Linked DNA regions of Sus scrofa: region 1 is linked to region 2. A link is a contact called in public Hi-C data. All regions are on one chromosome and are shown on one strand. The core of a region is the stretch at or near the end of the contact, and the rest is flanking DNA. Distances in the headings are between cores, read along the strand shown. Region 1 holds the start of GIGYF2 (GRB10-interacting GYF protein 2). Region 2 holds the start of COPS7B (a long non-coding RNA gene).

Region 1 (5,613 bases), core at 2,679-5,178, 750 kb after region 2:
TGCATTCTCCTTGCCTCATCACCTTCTCTTTCCTAACCTTCTGTGCTCCCTGCTCTGTAGACACCTCCAGACCTCAAACAAGCTCTATTACCTTTATGATCCAGCCTGGAAGTTGCCTCGTTTCACTTCCACTACAGTCTATTGGCTATAAGGGCTTGAGGGGAGGGGAGCTGGACTCTCCCTCTAGAGAGGGTGGTGGCAAGGTTCTAGAAGAGTAGGTTGAAAAACACTGCTGATGAGAGTTCCTGTCATGGCTCAGTGGTTAACGAATCCGACTAGGAACCATGAGGTTGCAGGTTCGATCCCTGTCCTTGCTCACCAGATTAAGAATCTGGTGTTGCTGTGACCTGTGGTGTAGGTCACAGACATGGCTCGGATCCTGTGTTCCTGTGGTTGTGGTGTAGGCCGGCAGCTGTAGCTCTGATTTGACCCCTAGCCTGGGAACGTCCATATGCTGCAGGTGCGGCCCTAGAAAAGACCAAAAAAAAAAGTTGTTGGATGTTTAGAAAAACACAATTAGTCACAGTTGTTCAACCTCTGTTTGTTACAAATTAAATTCATTTGGAGCTAAATTCCTTATTCCTCCCTCCCTTCAATGATATATTATTCTCAAAGTCTCTGTTTCTGTTAATGACACAATAAAGCTGAAACTTTATTATTCCTGACTAGAGCAGGCATGAATCTACTGCTGTAATTTTATTTTATTTTATTTTTATTATTATTATTATTTGTCTTTTTAGGGCCACACCCGCGGCATATGGAGGTTCCCAGGCTAGGGGTCTAATCAGAACTGTAGCTGCTGGCCTACACCGCAGCCATAGCAACACCAGATCCAATCCATGTCTGCGACCTTCACCACAACTCACGGCAATGCCGGATCCTTAACCCACTGAGCGAGGCCAGGGATAGACTCCGAAACCTCATGGTTCCTAGTCGGATTCGTTTCTGCTGTGCCGCAATGGGAACTCCTATCGCTGTAATTTTAAAACTACTCTCTAATGAAACACTGGAGAGACAGAGTGAATAAAAGGAGAAAGGTGCCCTTCCTGAGGAGTAGATAATCAAGAATTTATTTGGTGTTTAGGTATTTATTGAATATCGACTCTGTGCCAGGACAAAGCCGACTGCTGCGATGCAAAGTTGAAGGGGGCAGTATGTGTAATGGGATTTCGTTAGCTTCCACCTTCACCATCATCATCTCTTAAATTTGGTTCCTGCTTTCTGAAAGCTTATTCTTCACAGGTAAAAATATAGCTTAAGACACTCTGAAAAGTGGTTTGGCAGTAAGGTGAAACAAACACTTGCCGCATAACCATCAATTTTATCCCTAGGTACTTACCTAAGTGAAATAAACACCTTTGTCCACAGGAAGACCTGCATGTGAATATTTATAATGGCTTTATGAATAATCTCCCCAAATGCAAACAATCTAAATGTCCCTCAACTGGGAATGGATGAACAAATATAGTGCATACAATCAAACACCTACTCAGCAATAAAAAAGAAGTGGAGTTCCCTGGTTGCCTAGTGGCTAAGCATCTGGCTTTGTCACTGCAGGGGTTCAGATCACTGCTGTGGTGCAGGTTTGATCCTTGGCCAGGGGACTTCTGAGTGCCACGGGCTTGGCCAAAACTAAAATGAAAAGACCCTGAAACAGGCAATAATGTGACTGAATTTCAAATGCAAGATGCTAAGTGGATGCTGAGGGAAAGCAGCCACTCTCAGAGTTCCCCTCGTGGCTCAGTGGTTAACGAATCCGACTAGGAGCCATGAGGTTGCGGATTCAACCCCTGGCCTCACTCAGTGGGTTAAGGATGCGGTGTTGCTGTGAGCTGTGGTGTAGGTTGCAGACATGGTTCAGACCCTGCATTGCCATGCCCGTTGTGTATGCTGGCAGCTGCAGCTCTGATTCAACCCCTAACCTGGGAACCTCCACATGCCGAGAGTGCAGCCCTAAAGAGAAAAAAAAAAAAAAAAAGCAGCTATGGTTTTATTATAGGACATTATAAGGCAAAATCATAAGGACAGAAAACAGAACAATGATTTCAGGGGTTGGGAGAGGGTGTTACAGCTGACTACAAAGGGTCATTGAGGGAACTTTGGTGGGTGATAGGACTATTCTGTACCTTCATTTTAGAAATAGTTACGCTTGTATAAATTTGTCAAAAGTTGCAAAATTACAAGCTAAAAATGCTAAATTTTACTATATGCAAATTAGATCATATATTGGCATTCCCACTGTCGGGCAAAAGGATTAGAGGTGTCTTAGGAGCACTGGGATGCAGGTTCCATACCCGATTCCTGGCCTGGCACAGTGGATTAAGGATCCAGCATTGCCGAAGCTGTAGCTCAAGTTGCAGCTGCAGCTTGGAGCTGATCCCTGGCCTGGGAACTCCATATGCTGCGGGGTGGCCAAAGAAGAAAAAAATAAAATTATTCCATATATATAAATTAATTTGTATTTGTACTATATATATAGTAGAAATTATGTATATAATATGTAGTACAAGTTATTATATCTATATATCAACCTACAGGTTGATAGCTGGAGTTTTTCAATCAGCTATAGCAACATGGGATCCAAGCCACATCTGCAACCTATACAACTCAGGGCAATGCCAGATACTTAACTCACTGAACGAGGTCAAGGATTGAGCCCAAATCCTCATGGATCCTAATCAGGTTTGTCAACTGCTGAGCCACAAAGGGAACTCGTAGATTCTGTGTTTGTAACAAGCTGATGCTTGTAACAAGTGATGCTGATGCTGCTGGTCCATTGATCACACTTTGAGCAGCAAGGAACTTTTGAGCGGCAATGGTCAAGGAAAGAAAGTATTTCAGAAAGTTGGAGGTGGTCAATCACATTGAAGATGGGGAAGCACTAGGTCAAGATGAGGATTGAAAAACTCCAGTTATCAGCCTGTAGGTTGATGTGTCCTTAGAGCAAGCAGTAGGTGGGTGGGTCAGGATAAAAGCCTCATTGGAATAATTGATGATCGCTTGCCAAGTATGGGAATCAGAAAAGGGCTTTAATGCTTTTTGTGCTGATTGACTTTGAAAGGCAACAGAGAGGTAGGGACCTTGTTAGAGGGGGAATTGGAGTTTTTAACATTAACTTTTAAAATAAAGGACATTTGAGTACTTAAAAAAGTTAATGGAGAGGTTGTAAATAAGAGAGAGGTTGGAGGCACAGGGAAAGACTGGGATGACCCAAGAAGGGTAGAGTGGTCAGATGCACGAAATAAAAACACAGGGCACCAAGCAAGCTAAATGGAAGTTTCAGGCAAACAACGAATAATTTTTGTGTTACGTCTCTGATATTGCTGAGTGGCTTGTATTTTATCGAGCAACACCCAAACGGGAGATTTTTAGGCAAAAGAGTTATAGACCTGGATGCACTAGGAGAGGGTCGGAGCTCTAAAGTCCTCCAGCCGTCACATTCCAAAACTGTAGAATGAGCTCCCTGTTCTACCAAAACCGTTAACAAGTAGAAACTGCTTTGGATTTCCGCTCCTGTCGCTTTCCCATTTTCTCCAGGTGGCAAATAGGCAAGGAAGTGCTGGATGAAAACCTGTGGAAAAGTTCTGGGCTGGAAAATCGGCTCGTAAACGATGCAGAGCGTTTAGAAATGCCAACGGGCTCTGGGTTGGGCGCCTAGGACGGTGAGTCACAGGGCGCTTGGCCCAGATCCAGTTCTACCAACTCTACTCAACTCAAGGGCAGGCAGGGAGCTCCAGCCAAGTGACCCGCAAGCGCCTGCGCCCTGCTGCGGCCCCGCCCTCGTCCAGCCCGACATCCGGGGCTCGGGTAGGGGCGTGTCCGGGGAAAAGGGGAGGGATGAATCGGAAAGGAAGGATGTCGTGGGAGGCTGGAGGAGCTGGGAGGGAGCCGAGGCGGGGCGGGGGCGGAGCGGGGGGCGTGGCGGAACGGGCGCGCTGTCACGTGACGTGCGTGGCGACGTGTCGGCCATCTTGTGTTGTTGAGGCTGAGACTGACTTGGGTTCTGAGAGACACCCTGTCCCGGACCGCAGGTAACCAGCGACTCTGTCTCGCTCCCCTGCCCGGCTCCACTCCGTGCCCTGGCTCCGCCGCCCCGCTTGGGTCTCCGGGGCCTGCCGCCCGCGCTCGCGTTCCCGCCGCTCCGGCCCGACCCAGCCCAGCCGCATGGACACCCACAGGCCGCCCGGCAGCGGCCGCGGCCGGCTGGGGCGTCAGGCGAGGGGACAGGTCAGGTGCGGGGCCGGAGGGAGCCTCCTCCACGGCGGGGGGCACGCCAGGCCCGGGCGCGTCTCGGCCGCCGAGCCGAAGAGCCCCCTCCTCCGGGGCTCGTTGGCATGGCAGAGAGAGCCGAGGGAAGGATGGGGGTAGTCGGGTGGGCAGTGTCAGGCCGGCTTGCTTGGGGCCAGAGGATTCGCCTTCCGCTACCTGCTGTTCGGGACCAGCCACCCGCCCAGCCTCGGGGTGCCTGGGGTAACAGCTGCTCCGGCCAGACGGGTGCTCCTGCCCGCGCTTCGCCCCACACCTGGCCTCTGGGGGATGCGCCCTTGCCTTCCTCACCGAGCATCTGCACTGGGGAGACTCTTTCCTTGGCGAGAGGACTGGGTCTGGACCAGGCCTGAAGCCAGGTGGAGCCATGATCGGAACCTGGGACGGAGGTTGGGAAAGTAGATCCCGTGGCAGCTTTGGGACCCGAACGTTCACGTCGGGTTGAAGTGGGCATCAGCCTTAAGTGTCAGCAAGCAGTTCCCCACCAAGCACTCAGAATATTTCAGTTTTGTGGCTGAAACAAACCAAGCGGCCAGGGAAGGGGGTATGAAAGAAGCAGGTTGTAGGATCGTGTTCGGGAAGCAGTAACGTTGGTTTGCATTTATCTAGCACTGTGTGGTTTTTTTTTTTTTTTTTAATTCTTGCTTTTCCTGAAAGAGCACTTAAGCACACCTGCTTTCTCTGTAAGAAAGGTAAGTATTTCTGTTTAACTTGCAAGAAATTGAGGAGGGGGCCCGGACTGTGAACAGCACCTTATTCGGTGTATATACTTTGGATATAGGCAGTTTTGATTCTCAGTGCAGGAAAGGTATTTCCTTACATGGTGTTTAGTTTTTAGAATCTGATGATTTTCCAGATTAAAAAAATTGTCGTCTTTTCTGAACATTAACTTTCATCCTTCTAATATGTGCAGCCCTGGCCTTTCAGAGTTTGTCCATTTTGGTTAGAACACAAACTCGTGGTCTCATTCATTCAGGTTTTCATGTGTTTTACTAGTTAGTGTAGCAGCTTTCAGAGTGCTCAAACTGCAGTATGTACTTTTCTGTCACATCAAATGTTGGCATCGGTAGAGGACACTAGGAAAAAAAAGTGGCATGTATCTGGAAAAATGTCACAGTCCTTTTGACATTTACACTGGGGAATGCACTGGTGATGGTGGTGACTACAAAAGAAAAGGCTTCATCCCTCTTCTGTACCTGACGAAGCACTTTAGGGTTTTAATATCCAAGAAGAGGAAGGGGCTATGTGCTTCCATTCATTTATTCTTTCACTTGTGCCTTTATTTTTTTTTTTTTTGAAAAATACTGAGACCCCACTACACTGTTGGGTGTTGGGAGCAAAACCCCA
Region 2 (5,710 bases), core at 785-3,284:
GCGCTACTGTGAAGAGGAACACGGAAAGGTATATGGACCTATAAGAGGCTGTTACTAAACTTCACTGTATAAAACTGCTGGAAGTTTATCATGAACGGCAGTATGCAAAGGTGATAACGCCTATGGCAAATCAGCTTCTATTTGAAAAATTTCATTTATACATCCGAAACTTCCTGTAACTTTTTTGCTGTTGTGTTTTAAAATTTATACTTGGTTTCTGATTATGACAAAGCAATTAAAACTTGCAGGGGTGACATGGGCATTGTGAAAACACAGAGTCAGCTCAGAGAACAGGGATTGACTAAACCTCCAGGGGAGGTGCCCTAAATGGTAACTACATCTTCACTGAGAGAAGAATTTAAGCATGTTCCATATGGTAGGTATAGGAAGAGATTAAGGTCAGTAGGAAAATGTAAAATTGGAATGGACAAGATTGCATTTTTTTTTCATCTGCATCATATGGTCACAGATTAACACTCCATTAAAACACCAAGCCTCACGACAGTGAGAAGGTTGCACCCGCTGCACCGTAACAGGCCTGAGGCAATGATTTCTATATCCTACTAAATCCTACGGTGTCCCCAACGTAATCAAATAATTGCTGGACAGCTCCACCAGCTCTACGCGTTAACCACACAAACTGGACGGAGCAGAAGCCTTTGCCAGGAGTCCCAGTGCAAAACCACAATACCTCGAGGCATCGCACCGCATCTCACACACACAAATTTAGGGCCCTTATTTCGCTGGAAAATAAAACTGAGGAGCTAAGGGAGAAGCAGCGACCGCCCAATGCCTCCAAGGGCCGAGACAGAGTTAAGATGAGGTCCATCTCAGACTTCTCCCGCCGCACCTGCCTCTCCAGCCCTGGAAGGAGCCACAAGTGAGGAAGAGAAGTTGTGGAAACAAGCCGCGGGGGGTGGGGTGGGGTGGGATGGGATGGGAGAACCCGAGACAGTTCGATACCCGCTTCTGCATTTGTCCCACACAAGGTCACTCGCTCCAAGTCACTTTTCCCTGCTGCCCGGGTGGGCTTCCCGCCAAAGAGGCAGCTGGGCTTCGAGGCCAGCCCACCGCGCCCCCTCGGCCCTTGCCTGCGGGCCGCAGCTCCTTCCCGGCCTCTCTTCTCGGACCCAAGCGCGCCTTCCCGACACCCGTTTCCGACGCCCTGCGCCTCTCTAAGCTCAATTCCGGGGCTCCTCGCCTCTAACCCCGGGGCTCCCGTCAACGTCCCCTCCCTCCCTCCCTCCGGACGTCCCTCTCCGCGCCTTCTGCGCCCCGTCCCGCCGGGGACCCGGGACGCCTTTCCTTCCCTCCCTTCCCACCGCCCCCTCCCGGGTGCCCACCTGGTGCGGCCCCCGCCCCCGGCCGGTCTCCTCAGCGAGCGGCCGCCTCCCAAGTCCTCCCGGCCCCGCCCCGCTCCCGGGTGGATACAGTTTGAAGCCCCTCAGGATCTCCTTGGCCCGCTCGTCCTTGGCTGACATGATGCGGCGGCCGCCGCCTGCGGCTCTCCCTCGCTGGCCCGGCGGAGCCTCGCAGATGGTGCCCAGGAGCCGAGGACCGAGCCGGCCTGGACACCTCGGGCGAGCAGCGGCTGCGACCAGACCCGGACCCGCCTCTCCCTCCCCTCAGCTCCCACTCCTGATCCCTTCTCCTTCCCCCTGGCCGCGGAGCGCCCGCCCGGAAGCCAATGGAAAGCCCGTCTTGGCGATTGGCATCTTGATCAACCAATAGAAACACTCAGCGGCTTCGCAGGGGGACGAAGAGCGTCAATGGGAAGGGCCCATCCCGGGAAGTCCCGTAGGACAGATTTTTTCATTCGGTGTGGTTGCCTAGAGTTTGCCTCAGAGGAGGGTTGGCTTCAGATCGGCAGAGGCTCCAGGGGCTTGCTCCTGCGGCTGGGGACAGTAGGGCTCTGAGATGACGGCAGGCTGCCCTGTGCGATGTGGCGGAGACTACACTTCCCAGCATTCTAGGGGGTTGTCCGAGGGACCACATATCCCAGCACGCAACAAAAAGCCCAGGGACTGCAAATCCCAGCATTCCCTGCACCCTAGTCCTCTGTAACTTAGATTCCAGTGTGCCGCGCAGTGTGCGCAAATTCATACATCTGCCTGTAGGCTTGGTGGTTTCTGAATCCCGAGACTTGAAACTCTTTGGGAAGATCCTCTTCAACCTCAAAAGAAGATGACAGCCCACAGAGAGACAACTTGTATTTACATGGAACTCAGAAATCTCCTGCAAATCATGGTAAGCCTGAAACAACAAACCCCAAAACACTGATTAAACCATGAAAGCTAATATAACAAAATGACTCGTTGAAATCAGGCTTGCTCGTTGGCCTGGGGCGCCTTTTACGTGTTTTGTAGAGGTCTCTGCTGTGCTCCTGCGTTGGACTGGAAGAGATATGGATTGTGAACTCAGAATATCAATACAGTTAGGCTTAGGAGAATTTGCTAATCCAGCCCCTGTTTTACATATGAAGAAACCGAGGCCCAAAGAGGCAAAAAGATTGTTCACAGGTTACAGCAAGTTGGGGCAGAGTTAGGATTGGGCTCTTAAGTCTACTGTAGTCTGGGCTCTTTGCTCTACACTAGGGTGGTGATATTTTTAGCAGCATGGCTATGCTATCTTAATATTCTCCTTGGTGAAGTTTTCCCACTCAGGTTGAAACACCCAGAGGTTAGTGGGAATAAAAAATGTTGCCTGCCATTTCAGTAAACAATGAATGTTACCCACTATCAAGCCACTGGCCACTGAAGCCACCCCGGAAGATGGGCTCAGAGGTGAATTCAGGATACATGGAGGAAAACAGGATACTTGCCCTACATAGTTAAGATGCATATCTAAGGAATAATTTCAATGAGCCCAGACTCTTGCTTCTTCCCATTCATAGAAAAGCATTAATCATTAATCCGAGATGTCTAGTTTTTGTGATTGGCAGTGCTCTTTTGTGTTCGACTAAATGTTCATTTTTTTTTCGGGAAAAAACTGTGTATCCTGGCTCCTCCCATATCTCTTTGGAGCAGTTCCTCAAAGCTATCTGAGGGGCTGTCTCCCAGGCTATAGTCCTCAATAAGTCCCCCCACCCCATCGCACCCCTGCCGGAAATAAAACATAACTCACAACTTTTAGGTTGTGTGTTTTTCTTCACTCGACCTTAGGTAAGCATTTATTTGGTGGATTTCCTACAAGTGAAGGAGGATAACGTTTGTTTATCCCCAGTCCAGATAAGACCTGGTGTTTTATTTATTCTTTGTTATTCAAGGTGACATTTAATGTGATTTCAGAAACTAGGCAAAATTGTAGTGTAAGCTAAGGTTTCCTTGGAGATCTGCTGTCTCTTTTCCTAGGCCTACGTCCCTCCTCCTGTCTCCCTTTTACCCACCTGGGAACTCATCCAATTTTTCCTTCCATGTAATTTAACAAACAGCTTTTTCAGTTTTCATTATTGGCCAGGCTCTCTGCTGGTAGAAAGTGAAAGACATGATCACTGCTAGCAGAAGATAACCATCTAGTTAGGGAAATAGGCTCCCCTGAAATTCAAGACGGGCTGTGATAAATGCACAAAAGAAAGGACGGTTAGAATGCTCTAGAGGCCCCAGTGGCAGGGATAGGAATTTTTTCTAGGTTAAATTTTTTTATCTGTACATTTTTTTGTTCATGAGGATAACATATATAGCAAGAAAACAGTTTTTTCCACATGCATATGTATTATCCTCCCCCCAATCAGGGTATAGAATATTTCCAGCATCTCCTGTATTTCCCTTCTCAGTCAATACTGCATCCTCATCTACGTCTTTTCTGACAGATCACTTTTGCCTATTCTCGAATTTCATTTAAATGTAATCATACAGTTTGAGTCTGACTTTTTGCATTCATCGATATTTTTGTGAGATGCATTCATGTTGTATGTAGTCATAGCTTGTTTTTAACAAATTGCTGAATAGTAGTCCATTGTATGTATGCAGCACTATTTATCTACTCTGCTGTTCCTGGGCATTTAGATTTTCAGTTACCAGTTTTCGGCTTTTAGTAACAAAGCTGCAGTGAACGTTCTTGTTTGTTTCTTTTTGTGGACCCCTGCCCTTGTGTCTACAAGAGGGCTTGCGTGGAGGGCGTATGATCAGCAATAGTAGATATTGCCAGTTTTCTAAAGTATTTGTACCAGTTTTCACCTTCACTAGCAACACAAGAGTGTTCTAGTTGATGCTTATCCTTGACAATACAGGGTGGTGTCAATTTAAAAATGTTTAACTATTTTGGCTAAATGTGGTTATCTTATTCTAATTTTTATATGCATTGTCTTTGGTGTCGAGCACTTTTTCATATGTCTTTTGCCCAGTTTTTAAATTGGGCTGATTCTCCTCTTATTAATTTGTAGGGTTTTTTTTTTTTTTTGGTCTTTTTAGGGCCACACCTGAGGCATATGGAGGTTCCCAGGCTAAGGGTTGAATCGGAGCTATAGCCGCTAGCCTACAGCACACCAGATCCGAGCTGCGTCTGCGACCTACACCACAGCTCACAGCAATGCCTGATCCTTAACCCACTGAGTGAGGCCAGGGATCGAACCCGCAGCCTCATGGTTCCTAGTCGGATTCGTTTCTGCTGTGCCACAGCGGGAACTCCCAATTTGTGGCTCTTAATATAGTCTGGATATGGAGTTCTTTGTCTGATACATGCTTTACAAATATCTTTTCCAAGTTTGTGGCTTATCTCTTTAGACTTGTACTGGTGTGTGTGGGTTTTTTTGTTTTTGTTTTTGTCTTTTTGCCATTTCTTGGGCTGCTCCCGCAGCATATGGAGGTTCCCAGGCTAGGGGTCGAATCGGAGCTATAGCCGCTAGCCTACACCACAGCCACAGCCACACCAGATCTGAGCTGCGTCTGCGACATACACCACAGCTCACAGCAATGCCAGATCCTTGACCCACTGAGCAAGGTCAGGGATCGAACCCGCCACCCCATGGTTCCCAGTCGGATTCATTAACCATTGAGCCATGACGGGACCTCCTGTACTGGTGTTTTTTCATAAAGAGAAATTCTTAATTTTAATGTAGTGCCATAGTTCAGTGTTTCCTTTTTATGATTAGTGCTTTTTGCATTGTATAAGAAATCTTTGCCTCTCTGGTTGGTGGATTTTTTTTTCTTTCTTTCTTTGGCCTCGCCTGCAGCATGCAGAAGTTCCTGGCCAGAGATCAAAGCCAAGCTACAGCAGTGACCCAAGCCGCAGCAGTGACAACACTGGATCCTTAACCCGAGGCACCACCACAGAACTTCCTGGTGGGTGGAATTTTCGCAGACAAATATGAGGGAAGAGCATTGCAAAAAAGAGAGCAAGCTTGAGCCTAGGCCCTGGGGTCAGAGAGGGAAGATGTAAGTCCTCTTGGGAGGCGTGGAGTTTGGGCTCTAATTAGGGTAGAGCAAGACAAAGCTGGAAAGGTAGGAAAGAGGCATACTGAGAGGGACTTTAACTGTAGCCTTGGCATCTGGACATGATTGTGGAGGAGGCGGAGGCACAGCTGGAATATTTATAATTAAACAGAACTTAGTTGTCCTCCTACCATCAAATTTGCCCCTTCTCTGCAGCCCTGTTCACCTAACACCTCCTCCAGACAGCTCTGGCCTCCCCAGCCAGAATCCAGGGCAATAGCTTCCTTTCCCTGCATTCAGATGGTCGCCAGGTCTGATAGATTCTATGGTCTAAATGTCTC

What was found. A called contact is a pair of places that touch in the nucleus more often than the background predicts.
Region 1: a contact with region 2 is called in a Hi-C map of liver, with 4 times the contacts expected there. The contact joins the promoter of GIGYF2 here to the promoter of COPS7B in region 2. A contact is called at or near these places in 1 of 5 promoter capture datasets (liver) and 1 of 47 Hi-C or Micro-C datasets (liver).

The regions. Positions count from the first base shown.
Region 1 is chr15:133,176,710-133,182,322 of Sscrofa11.1, forward strand. GIGYF2 (GRB10-interacting GYF protein 2) reads left to right here and starts at 3,929. Exons shown (of 30, transcript XM_021075631.1): 1 at 3,929-4,031.
Region 2 is chr15:132,424,989-132,430,698 of Sscrofa11.1, forward strand. It overlaps COPS7B (a long non-coding RNA gene), which reads left to right and starts at 2,035. Exons shown (of 7, transcript XR_002339490.1): 1 at 2,035-2,247. PDE6D (retinal rod rhodopsin-sensitive cGMP 3',5'-cyclic phosphodiesterase subunit delta) reads right to left here and starts at 1,690. Exons shown (of 5, transcript XM_003483755.4): 1 at 1,432-1,690. The coding sequence starts at 1,481.